Regions from separate parts of the Mus musculus genome. Here region 1 is linked to region 2. The links are chromatin contacts, called in public promoter capture Hi-C maps. All regions are on one chromosome and are shown on one strand. The core of a region is the stretch at or near the end of the contact, and the rest is flanking DNA. Distances in the headings are between cores, read along the strand shown.

The links. Promoter capture Hi-C pulls out the DNA fragments that hold promoters and counts their contacts.
Region 1: a promoter capture Hi-C map of frontonasal cranial neural crest shows a contact between it and region 2, with 4 times the contacts expected there. The contact joins the promoter of Vnn1 here to the enhancer-like site in region 2. A contact is called at or near these places in 10 of 39 promoter capture datasets (the 3T3-L1 cell line, 3T3-L1-derived adipocytes, embryonic stem cells and 5 more).

What each region holds. Positions count from the first base shown.
Region 1 is chr10:23,891,110-23,896,944 of GRCm38.p6, reverse strand. It overlaps Vnn1 (vanin 1), which reads right to left and starts at 2,257. Exons shown (of 7, transcript NM_011704.3): 1 at 1,854-2,257. The coding sequence starts at 2,069.
Region 2 is chr10:23,090,942-23,097,334 of GRCm38.p6, reverse strand. No RefSeq gene overlaps it. Among named protein-coding and RNA genes, the nearest start is that of Gm24655, 73 kb to the left of the region's middle. Within about 2 kb of position 4,659, at least 11 of the 459 cell types and tissues checked have an H3K27ac peak or open chromatin away from gene starts, as enhancers often do.

The DNA of each region.
Region 1 (5,835 bases), core at 1,008-3,507, 800 kb before region 2:
CATAGATTTAGCTTAAAGTTCTGATCCTCCTGCCTCTGCCTCTACCTCCCACGTGCTGAGATCACATGTATACATCTGCATTTCCCACACACTTTCTTTCTTTCTTTCTTACTTACTTTCTTTCTTTCTTTCTTTCTTTCTTTCTTTCTTTCTTTCTTCCTTCCTTCCTTCCTTTCTTTCTTTCTTTCTTTCTTTCTTTCTTTCTTTCTTTCTTTCTTCCTGGGTTTTTTTTTTTTTTTTTTTTTTTTAGATTTTTCGAAACAGGGTTTCTCTGTAAAGCCCTGGCTGTCCTGGACCTCACTTTGTAGACCAGGCTGGCCTCGAACTCAGAAATCTGCCTGCCTCTGCCTCCCGAGTGCTGGGATTCAAGGCGTGTGCCACCACGCTGGCCACTTTCATTTTCTAATCCTGCCCTATCACACCGGTGACTTTTTAATGCACACTAACAGCTGTCTACGCCATCCAGAGCTCTGCAATCCCTCTACCCCTTAATTATAAACCCATTCCTCTCCCCCCCCCCCCTTCAAATCAACCCCTTTTTGAACTTTGGTCAATTGTGCCTGGCTCAACTGGATTGATTCACCACTCAATCCCTGTTTGGTACCTCAGAATTCTCCTGCATTTCAGGAGATAGGACACCGTACACTGGTCACCTAGCCTATTCCTTGCCTAAAGGCAATGGGCACTTTGGGATTGGAGAACCACCTTGAAGATTGCTGTGGCCTTTAAAGAAACAGTTGGACTAAGGGTGAAATATCAACATGTAAATATATATATATTTAATTAAATAATATATTATTTATTATATTACTATATAATAGTAATACACACACATATTAATTAGTTGGCTACTGGGTCTCACTGTGTATGTAACCCTGGTTGGCCTGGGGCTCACAGGGATGTACCTTCTTTGGGGGCCCTGGGAGTAAAAGCATATGCTGCTATACCCACCACACTGGTGTGTTTCTATTTGTTACTGTTAACCATACTTCACATGTCCCTGGTGTATAATTGACCTCTGAGTTCTTACTTAAACCCTTCTATCCAAACCACACTCACATTGCAAAATTTGCTTTAAACTTCACACTTAGCAGACATAGTGCAATTAAAATGAACGGATGACTATAATACTTAGTGTCAGGAGTTTGTAACCAGTTTAATTATTTCAGGCTGTAAGCTAAATGTCTGTGGCCATGCACTCTGAACACCCCAGATCTTGTAACTGTAAATGCACCCAAAGAAGGTATGCTGAAGTTATTTCAGTCTTAAAAAAACAACTGAAGGGGGCGTGGCTCAAGAGATGGTTCAGTGGCTGAGATCACTGGACCCAGATTCAAGTCCCAGCACCCACAGAGCAGCTCCCAACTTCCTGAAACAGTTCCGGGAGATCCAATACTTTCGTCTGACCTCTGTGGGTACCTGGCACACATACGGTGTGTACTCGCAGGCAAACCACTCACACACATAAAATAACCATTTTTCAAAAAGGGAATAGCAAATGGTCTCTGCTGTGTTTATAACGTTTCTTTTATATATAGCAGAAAGGAAAACCCAAAATGCTATTTCGTTCCTCAAAGTCTTGCTTAAATAATGAGCAGAATGTTATTTTCAAACTCTGTTCCCTTCCTTTGTTACGGATGTGTAATAGTGTGTTTAATAATTTTGAGGTGAAAAGATTCTAACTGTAAAACAAAGCACCTTGGCTATGCTAATGTAGTGAGCGGAACTGACCCCCGACAGGCACCCTGTTTCCCGAGAGCTATCCCTATCCCTACCACACGGTCCCTCCCCCATCCTCAGGACTCGGTACTCATCCTCAGGACTCGGTACTCGGGAGAGAGGAGATAGGATACCTGCTTCGCTGCAGATACGATCGCTCCTTCCAGAAGGTCCAGATTCTGGTTCATTAATGCCAGAGCCTCACTGTGAGACACTGGCAACAGGGTGTCCTTAGGCAGGATCACAGCATGCTCGTAAACAGCCGCGAGGAAAGTATCCAGCGAACTGGCTTTTAAGACACAGAGGGCAGAAAACGCTGCAGCACACGCCAGCCACCAAGACATGCCCATGCTGAAGTCCAAAGACTGCGGGAAACCAAAACCTTGCAGGATACTTTTATAAACAAGGCATGAGTCACGTGGTTCCCAGACCTTGGTAGCTTCAAAAAATTTTTTTTCAAAGTTAAGAAAACTTTGTCCCTGAAAGCAACAGTTTCAGAAATGTCCTTAGTTCTCTGGTCAGGAATGCAGACAAGAACAGAGGTTACTTATCGCCTCCTAAGTGAGCCCCCACCCACTGCCTGGAGGTCACACGTGAGGTTATGACAGGAATCTAGTCCCTGTCTGGTAAAAGCTTTGGAACCGTATCTTCAGATTTTCAGTGTAAACTTGTGTTATAGCTATCTGCCAGTTTCAGCCCATCTCCAAACAGATTTTATGATTATCCCGTCAGAGGGGAAAGTTACAGAAGCATTGATTAAGGCTCCGTGGAAGCCCACTGTGGAAAGCTATTTCTTTGGCTTGGGGAATACCTAACATTCCAAACTACCTACGAGATAAGAGTTAATAGTCCTTCTGGGCGTGGGAAGGTCAATCACCTAGCCAAGGCACTGCCCCTCAGAAAGGTGGATTCTTTTTAAGCCACGCTAAAGAAAGAGACAGGAAGAACAATCATCCCTAAAAAAATATTATGCTGAGAGGGCAGTTGCTCCAAAGCCATCTTAAGGTTCTGTTGGCTCAGAAAGCTGTTCTCTCTCTCTCTCTCTCTCTCTCTCTCTCTCTCTCTCTCTCTCTCTCTCTCTCTCTGTGTGTGTGTGTGTGTGTGTGTGTGTGTGTGTGTGTGTATCTGGCTGTCTTTGGCTTTCTGGCTGTCTGTCTCTGTGTCTGTCTTTGTCTCTCTGTGTCTCTCTTCTTCTTCTTCTTCTTCTTCTTCTTCTTCTTCTTCTTCTTCTTCTTCTTCTTCTTCTTCTTCTTCTTCTTCTTCTTCTTCTTCTTCTTCTTCTCTTGCTTTCAGATGCTAGCCAGAGGCAGTTTGTGTCCAACCTCCAAGCCTAACTCAAAACAACAAGGCTTTGTAACTTTGTCCCCTCCTCCTCCTCTGCACACCTTCTGACATTTACAGCTTGCCTGCCCTGGGGTTTTCTTTAAATTCAAATAAAAACTCTTCAAGTTTTGTTTTATTTTTGTTTGTTTTGGAAAGGTGAAAAAACATTGTGAAGCTGAGTATAGTGACACAGGCCTTTAATCCCAGCACTCAGCTGTCACTTGAACTGTGAGTTCAAGGCCAGTCTGGTCTACACAGTGAGTTTCTGGACAGCCAGGGCTGTATAGTGAGATCCGGTCTGCAAAACCAAAGAAGAAAGAAAGAAAACATTGCATCTTCACATTATTCTAAGAAAACAAAAGAGCTTCTCTCTCAGATGAGGAACAGGTAAGGGGTCCTGTGTAAAGTACCCAGGCCTGCTACCTGGCTACGTCGTACTGCGAGCAATGTGAAGAACATGGGTATATTGTATCCTGGTAGCAAAGTGAGCCTCCAGCCAAGGCTGTAAGAGCGGACCTGCTCCTGTCTCTCTCTCTTTGGCATGTACCTGACTGCCTTCCTCCTGTGTCTCCAAATGATGAGCATGTGTGTGTTTAGATTTCTTCTTTTCACAAAGTCACCACACAGTGGATGTGGTACCCAGTCCACTCCAGTATGACCTCCTCTTAACTGATGGTATCCTGAATCCTATTGCTTAATAGAGCACGTGGTCACATCTTGATGAACTGGATTTCAGCACAGGATTTTTTTTTTCTTGCAACACCTGTGTTTTAGAATTTCAACATGTCTAAGTAGTGTAAAGAGTAACTAGCTTTACAATTTTGAAGTTATTAAACTATCTCCATGTGAGCACTTGAATGACTTTTGGGCACAGTTAAGTCCCAGTTCACTTAGTGGTGACCTCTTGCAGCATGCCCCCTTCTTGGTGGATAGGAGACTACACACTTTGTCAAGAGTGATGAAAAACAGCCAACACATGGTTGTAGCCACGGTCACTCCTCCTGAGAGACCCAGAGAAAGGGCAGAAGATGGAGAACCACCCAAGTATTATAAGTAGTCACTACCTAACAGTTTAGGAATGAGTTCTCTGGGACAAAATTTGAAACCAGGATGAGTCCTAGACCCACTAAGGTTTTTTTGTTTTTTTTTTTTTTTAATGTGCATATTTTTTTGAGGCACAGTGTCACTATGTAACACGCCTTGGCTGGCCTGAAATTCCTGCCTCTGCCTCCCAAGCACTGTGTTCAAAGGTTTGCACCACCACACCTGGCTCAAAATATTTTACAAAGACTCTTACATTGAATTCCTCGTCTAAAGTGTATGATGTTTACCAAGTGACCCGTCCAGCAGGTCCAGTTATTCGAGGGTCTTGAGGGGACCTTCTCCTAAGAACCAAATTGGGGGGTAGAGAGAGACGAGAACCTTGTGCGAATAACGACATGGAAACAGTCTGAGAAGCATCAAGGTCCCAATGTATTGGGCAAGGCCCAAGGCCTAAATGCACAAACAAAAGGGGAAGTACAGGTACTTATCAGTGGGAGGGGTGGGGCAATAGAATTGCACAAGCAAAAGGAGAAGTACTTATCAGTGGGGGGGGGGGCAATAGAAATTTTTTCTTTTGGCAGCTACATGGGGAAGCAGGAACTTGGTGGTATCAGGGTGTGGTCAGGACATCGGAGATGACTTAGGGCTAGAACATTCTGTGGTTGTTCTCAGAATCGGTGTGTTGGTGAACCGATTTTGACCCCCTTTTCTTCTTGGGGGGAGAGGCCCAATTCAGAGATCAGGACAATTGTGTTGTCTTAATGGCTCCCAACAACCAAGGATCTCACCACAAGATAGAACTCCCTACATGCCTTTAGAACAGTCTGTGACCCTCTGAACTGGAGAGAAAGGTAAAGGAGACAGCGGAGCCTGATGCTGGAGCTGGCCCTCCAGGAACAACACTGCCCATGGTTGGTGAACAGGAAAAAGTATGCTGTGGACCTTCTCATGAGTGAAAATTCTGCAGGGACTTAAGGAGACGCATCCCTTTGTCAGTGATAATTATACCTAGAGCAGCCCTACTAGGTTTCAAACAGATTTTTAAAATCCCCTAAAGCTTCCCGCTATAGTGCGCTGAGAAGGGAGGGTGTAATGAACTCATCTTCAAAAAGGCCCAGAACCTTCCATTCTTATTCTCCATTAAAAAAAACACACACACACACACACACAAAATTTCAAGGCCTGGTATGGTTATTTCTCTACCAGTAAAATAAGCCAATTCAAGGCAGAATAGAATATATTAAAGGCAGGTTTATTGGGAAGCTGGACCTTGCTCAGGGAAGTCACCATGGGGAGAATGAGGCAGGGAGGAAGCAAGAGGAAAAGCAGAAGGAAAAGAAAGAGAGAAAGGGTTCATGCACAGAGAGAGAGAAGGGCAGGGAGGGAGGGAGGAAGGGAGGAGCAGGAAATGTTCGGATTATATAGGGAAGAGCCTCTGGGGAAGGGCAGCCCAGCCCATGGACTGGAAAGTTCAGGGTTAGGACCAATGTGTGTCAGGCAGGGACTGAGGGATGCTGGGAGAACCTGTAGGCCAAGTTCTCTCTGATATGTAAAATATGCACCTCAGTTCCTTGTCCTGGGGTCCCAAACCAAACACAAACCTTTAATCAAAGCACTTGTGAGCAGAGGCAAGCTGATCTCTGAGTCAGGCCAGCCTGGGATACATAGTAAATTCTAGGACAGCCAGGGATACATAGTGTTTCTTGAGAGCCTAATCCATGTGGGAAAGGGGAAACAACCCCAGCTCCT
Region 2 (6,393 bases), core at 3,410-5,909:
AAGTTTGCTCTCTCGGTTCATTCTCTTCATCCTCTCTTATTCTGAGTTCTCTCTCTCTCTCTCTGTATGTGTGTGTGTGTCTGTCTCTGTCTGTCTGTCTGTCTCTGTCTCTTTCTCACACACACGTACCCCCACATATATACACAACATTGATTGTATCACATGAGACCAATAACAGTTCTTAGAACGCCAGAACTTTGAGCTAAATAAATGTCCTTGCTTTCAAATAAAAGGCTCAGTCTCCGGTATTTTGCTATAATAACACAAAACAGGCAAAGATAAAGTTACATGGTATTACCTGAGAAAATTCAGATAATCACCTACTGTCCCTCACGCTGAGAAATCAATTATCAAGTTCTCAGATAAGGTAGAATCCATTTTTATTATTTTGATTATTATCATAATCCATGAAAGCAAACTTTTCACTTGCAAAAACTGGCAGCACCTTTGTACTCGGAAACACATGCAAAGAAAACAATATTCTATGAACCTGACAGTAACGAAGCTTTTGTTGACACATTTCTCTGTCTTTGTACAAGACAATAGTTTAAATTTGAAATTACTTATTCTTATTTTGTCTAGAAGTAAGTTTTCTTCCTACCCTGACATTCTCTTCCTTAAGTGATGACCACATTGTCCACAATGAGTACATTGTTTGTGCTTTTGTTTTAAATATAGTTTATCAGGATTACCTGATAAACACTTTGATCATATCTATGAGCTATAAAACAAGCTATTTGCCAAATTTAACAATAAAATACTGTATCCTGAGGCCACCTCTGTTTCAGAAAAATACATGAAATGTCTTCAGCATAGCCAACTTCATCTTGGAAAAACTTTTTAGTTTCTTTCTCTCTGGTTTTCTTTTTAATTAAAACAAACTGAAATCTAATAAAAACAAATCAAAACAAAATAATCTATAACAGCGGAGTCCAGTGGGACAATGGGATGTTTCTATTTAAAAAGAAAAAATGTCTTCATGAAATCTAGATCTGTCAGCCTTGTGCTGCCTAGTACTGTGACATGCTTACAGTGTTGAAGGAAATCAGGTGTTTTCATGCCAAATGAAAATAAAATTTATGTACTGTTATGACCATAACCTTTGCCTGCATTTCTCAGCCTATTCATCATTGAAATCTGCTCAATAAATTCTGTGTAAACTCCATGTGGGGATGTCATGTAGTAATGACTCAGGACCAACCATAAATAACCACTCATCAATGCTCTGCAGGGGGTCAAGGACTTACACAAAATTTGTTCCCAATTGTTCAATAATAAAAGAGAGTCATTTGTAACTCCAGATGCATATTTGATACACTAAGTGGCAAAGCTTGGACACTAGGAGTCCAGTTGAAGTCAAGGTTATCACCACCCTCATCTGAAGAGTCAAAGCAGGATGAGGGTAGTGTAATTTTACAGATATATATATATATATATATATATATATATATATATATATATATCCAACCTCCTGGAGAAAGACTTATCCACTGCTGACTCTGTTATCAAGAACTTGGTAATATATTGTCCCAAGAGGCAACAACTTAAAACATCAAATATGTATTATTTCCCTTAGTCTCCAGGATCAGTGAGTTAAGAACAACGAGGCCAATCTAGCTCTAGATTACTACTGAGCTGCCAAGCCTATGTAGTAAGACCTAGGACTATCTGGATTCTATAACAAGCAAACAAACAAAACAACAAAATATCGTATTATAGTCACTGCTAATGAAGCAGTCACCAAAATTATGATTAATTTGACAGAAACAGAACTGTAAACTATCCCCAAATTTAGAAGATCATGTGTCTTCCCGTTTGTCAAAGACATGACCCCTCTGTTCAACAAGAGGTTCTATGGGCCTCAACTGCCTCCTGTGGCACTAAAGTTTAAACCTTCCCACAGGGACAGGTAACAAAGCACCAGCAAAGTTATCAAAACAGAAAGGCATTTTAGGTCATTGACAAATTGTGACACATTATTAGGTAGGATCATGCAAATTCAAAGCATTTGGCAATTTCAGGAACAGTTGCTTATTTTTCTACTGAAATTAAGAAAATTGAAAAGTTGCTGGGTGTGGTGGTATACACCTTTAATCCCAGCGCCTGGGAGGCAAAGGCAGGTAGATTTTTTTAAGTTTGAGACCAACCAGGTCTCAAATTCCAGGACAGCCATGGCTATGTGGAGAAACCCTATTTCAAAATAACAAACAAAACAACAAGAAAAGAAAAGAAAGAAAAGAAAAGAAAAGAAAAGAAAAGAGAGAAAAGGAAAGAAAAGAAAAGAAAAGAAAAGAAAGACAAGAAAAAGAGAAAATTGAGAAGCTTTTTAAAAATGGAAATATCTCCTCTCTTTTCGTAGCAGTGACTTGATGAGATGAACTAGTGAGCCATTACTGCACTGGTCTTGTGGTCACAGAGAATAAGAAAAAGCAATGGACTCTGTACTCCCAGGAAAAGCAGAGGGGTTTATAGCTTTGCCAACAATTCATTATGAGATGCTTGTTTCAACACTGTTTGACCAATACATTTCCCTTCGGGAGCCAGAATAACAAGCAAATGGTCAGCTGACCTTGAAATTCCTGAGTCAATATGTTGACAATGTGCTGCAGTGAATACAAACCTGAAAGCCAACCAATCAACCAATCAGAAGCAGCTTAGCATCTGCCAAGTTGGTGTTAGGTAGAGCATGCTCTTTGTATTTACTCCAACATAATAATTTTATTAATTATTTGGGGATTTCATGCAATGAATCCCAAGCACACTCTTTTCCTATTCCTTCTGGGTCCACACCCTCCTGTTCTTACACCCTACCCCCACCCCTCAAAAAAACAAAACAAAACAAAGTCCGATTTGTGTTACTCATGCACTCTTGGAGTAGGATCGGATTCTTAGTAGCCTGTCTCTTAAAAAATAACTGAGTTGTTCTCCCAACTCCTGCAAGAAGTCATCAACTGTGAAGAGCCACTTGACCATCATTATCACAATTTTTTATTAGATATTTACCTTATTTACATTTCAAATGTTATCCCCTTTCCTGGTTTCCCCTCCAAAACCCCCCTATCCGCTCCCCCCCCCCCCACTGTTCACCAACCCACCCACTCCCACTTCCTGGCCCTGGCATTTCCCTACACTGGGGCATAGAGCCTTCACAGGACCAAGGGCCTCTCTTCCCATTGATGACCAACTAGGCCATCCTCTGCTACATATGCAGCTGAAGCCATGAGTCCCTCCATGTGTACTCTTTGGTTGGTGGTTTAGTCCCTGGGAGCTCTGGGGGTACTGGTTAGTTCATATTGTTGTTCCTCCTATGGGGCTGCAAACCCCTTCAACTCCTTAAGGACTCTTCAATAGCATCATGAATAGACTTGCTTCTCTTTGTATGGGGGAGGGAGGAGGGAATGTCTGGTTCTCAGTTGTAAGCGTGCTTTTGAGGCTAAGTGAACCCTCTGTGTCATCAACACTATGGTAGCAATGTTCAATTATGCCTCCTAAGCTACAGGAACTTTCTCTCTCCATTACTCACATGACCCGAAACTTCCCAAGCTCTTTCTACACATTCTTTTTGTGCCCTGTAGCCTCCTCTAGTATTGCTCTTCCATTCTGAAACAAGCAATTTGGCTCCATCTGAGAGTGTCTGAGCCATTGCTTCTATACTGCAGGCACACAGGAAATAGTCAGATTTTTTATTTTCTTCACTTTGTGCAGATCCATTATGTTAATTACTTTATTTAGGGTACATTGTTTCTGAAAGATAGATTCAGGCTCTACATATTATCTATCTGCATTCTGTGAGTTTAACTTCATCAATACATTATATACTCAATATCTCTGAAGTTCAGCTTTTTAGGGGAAGTCTCAGACCAACCTTTCTCCTTCCTCCCCTGTTGTTCATGATGTGAGCGTCCATCTAGCTCCCCAAGAGGCCAATGTTGATCTTAACTTTCTCCTTCTTTTTTCCCTTTCCGGGATGAAAAGGGCTCTTTGTGTAATAGCCTGAAGTCTTTCACACTTATGCTCCCATTGTTAGAGTCTAACCCCTTTTGTCAGAAAGGTAGCAACGTTCAATTATAAGCCACTATGTTAAGTTTCTGTGAGCCCATTGTGGAGATTAAAAAATAGAACTGCAATATGGTGTATTATGTTTTTGTGACACTAGACATGCCTGCTTGACCATCACATACCACTTGCTCCATTCACAAACTGCCCACTGCTTTACAGTTTCTTTACAATCCATCCATCAGCGAAGGACAGAATCCAGTCCTTTGAGTCCACTACTCAAGGTTTTCTAACTCTGCTGGAAATAGCAGAAGGCCAGATGTGGAGTGTTTTTCTCTCCGAGTTTTACTAGGAAAAAACAAGGATAATTAATGCACAATAAAGTTTGAGTAAATGTTAGTGTTAAAAGATTGCATTTGTTTGTTGTCTGACATCTACATGTAGATTTCAGCAGAGTGGTAGGCTTTATGCAATTTGCTCAATCCTTCTTGCTGTTAATCCTCTAGACCACGACCCCTCAGCATTGGAAGCGTATGCATTTCTGTGAGCAAATGTGAGGTCTCTGGTTTCATTTTGCTCTCTGCTGGGCTGGCACTGTGCTATTCTAGCAGGAGAATGCCCAGGCATTTCACAGCAGAGCTTTGCACATGTTTATGGAGGAATGTGCCTTGGATCTGGCTGTTTTTGCTGGCGGCGCAAAGCAATGACTCCTTCAACAACAGCGGAGCTACACGATTGTCCTGTTTGACTTGGCAGTGGTCAGCGAGGCTTTGAGAGTTAGTCTCTGACCTCCTAGTCTGGGAGGTAGAAATGTAAAGAATCGTCTGTTGGGCATTGATTCTTATGTCAGTGATTATGCTAAAAGATATAAAGAAAGAGCATACGGCCCACCTTCAGAAAGTCGTACTCGTGGAAGTGGGTTCCAGGCTGGGCCTGCCATGAGTAGGGATCCAGAAGGCACGAGGGAGACCTGGATAATGTGTGCCATTATCACATCAGTCAGCATACCTTGCCTGACAATAGATATGGCAGTAAGCAAAGCTGAAAACTGGAAAGACCAGTGGTGACTCTTCTTCCATGGATGCCTGCCTGGCAACCTCTGTCACTATGGAAACTAGCAAGGGAGGAAGCTTCCCACTTGGTTCCAGTTTGTTTGTCTTGTGTCTAGCACACTTCATTGACTTCACTCTCTTGGGAAGGGGTATAATAGACTGTGCATGTCTACATAAAGAGGAATCATAGTCAGTCATCATTTTGAGGCCACACTCCAAAGACACTCCCAGCTGTTAGTATGCACAGAGGAAAGGGACTCTGAAAATGGGCCAACAGTAACAAGGAGACTGAGGCACTTACTGATGGCACCGTTGTGTCTATTCAACCACCAGATGGCCAGCTTTCTGAGTGATCAGATTCGCCCTACTGAGCTCTGGCTATAAAATACTTGCTCTACATTTTATAGCCTCAGCCCCATGTCAGAGGAGCTGACCACAGCTTGATGCCAGGCGCCCAGCAAAATGGGGATTAGTAAAACCTGTCTTGGTGCAGCCAAGGGCTCTCCAGCTGCTGCTTGCAATTAGGCTTGTTATCATTCTCTCAAGAAGCCCCTGTTGATGTTTAAATCCTAATTGGCAGGAGACACCTGTTTCCCACTGGCGAAGGACTCAGTCCCTTGCAGCAGCACTTGAGAGAGAGACTCAAGAAGTGCACAGGATCCTTCTTGTCTGTCTGTCTGTCTCTGTCTCTGTCTCTCTGTGTCTCTGTGTCTCTCTCCCTCCCTCTTCTTTCTCTCTCTCTGTCTGTCTGTCTCTCTGTGTCTCTGTCTCTCTGTGTCTCTGTCTCTCTGTGCTCTCTCCCTCCCTCTTCTCTCTCTCTCTGTTTGTCTGTCTCTCTGTGTCTCTCTCTCCCTCCCTCTTCTCTCTCTCTCTCTCTCTCTCTCTGTCTCTTTGTCTCTGTCTCTGTCTCTCTCTCCCTCTCTCTCTCTTCCTTTCTGTTTTTGCTGTATGAGGTTCTGATTCCCTTCTTTCTTTACTTCTTCTCCCCAGGGCAGAGTCTGGCTTCTCTCTAGAAACAAGAAGGCACAGGGCTCTGCATCTTTACTGAAGCAGGAAGTTTCCACTTGCCCCTCCCCTGGGCTGCCTCTGTGTCTTACAACAATCCTCTCTTGGCTTCAGCACTCTTTCCTGGCTAGTTCTGTTTGCCAGGAACTTGAATGCTGTCCATTCTGGTATTTAGATATTCATTAATTGCCTGCAAGCTGCTTGATGGTGTGTGGTTCGCTTCCTCCTGAGAGGAGCGCTGAGTGTATTTTTAGTTCCTGTCTTCATATAGCTTATATTCTGCACACTGCCAGGCATCCGAGGTGCATTTAATGATGCATGTGAAATGTCCTCATCTAAA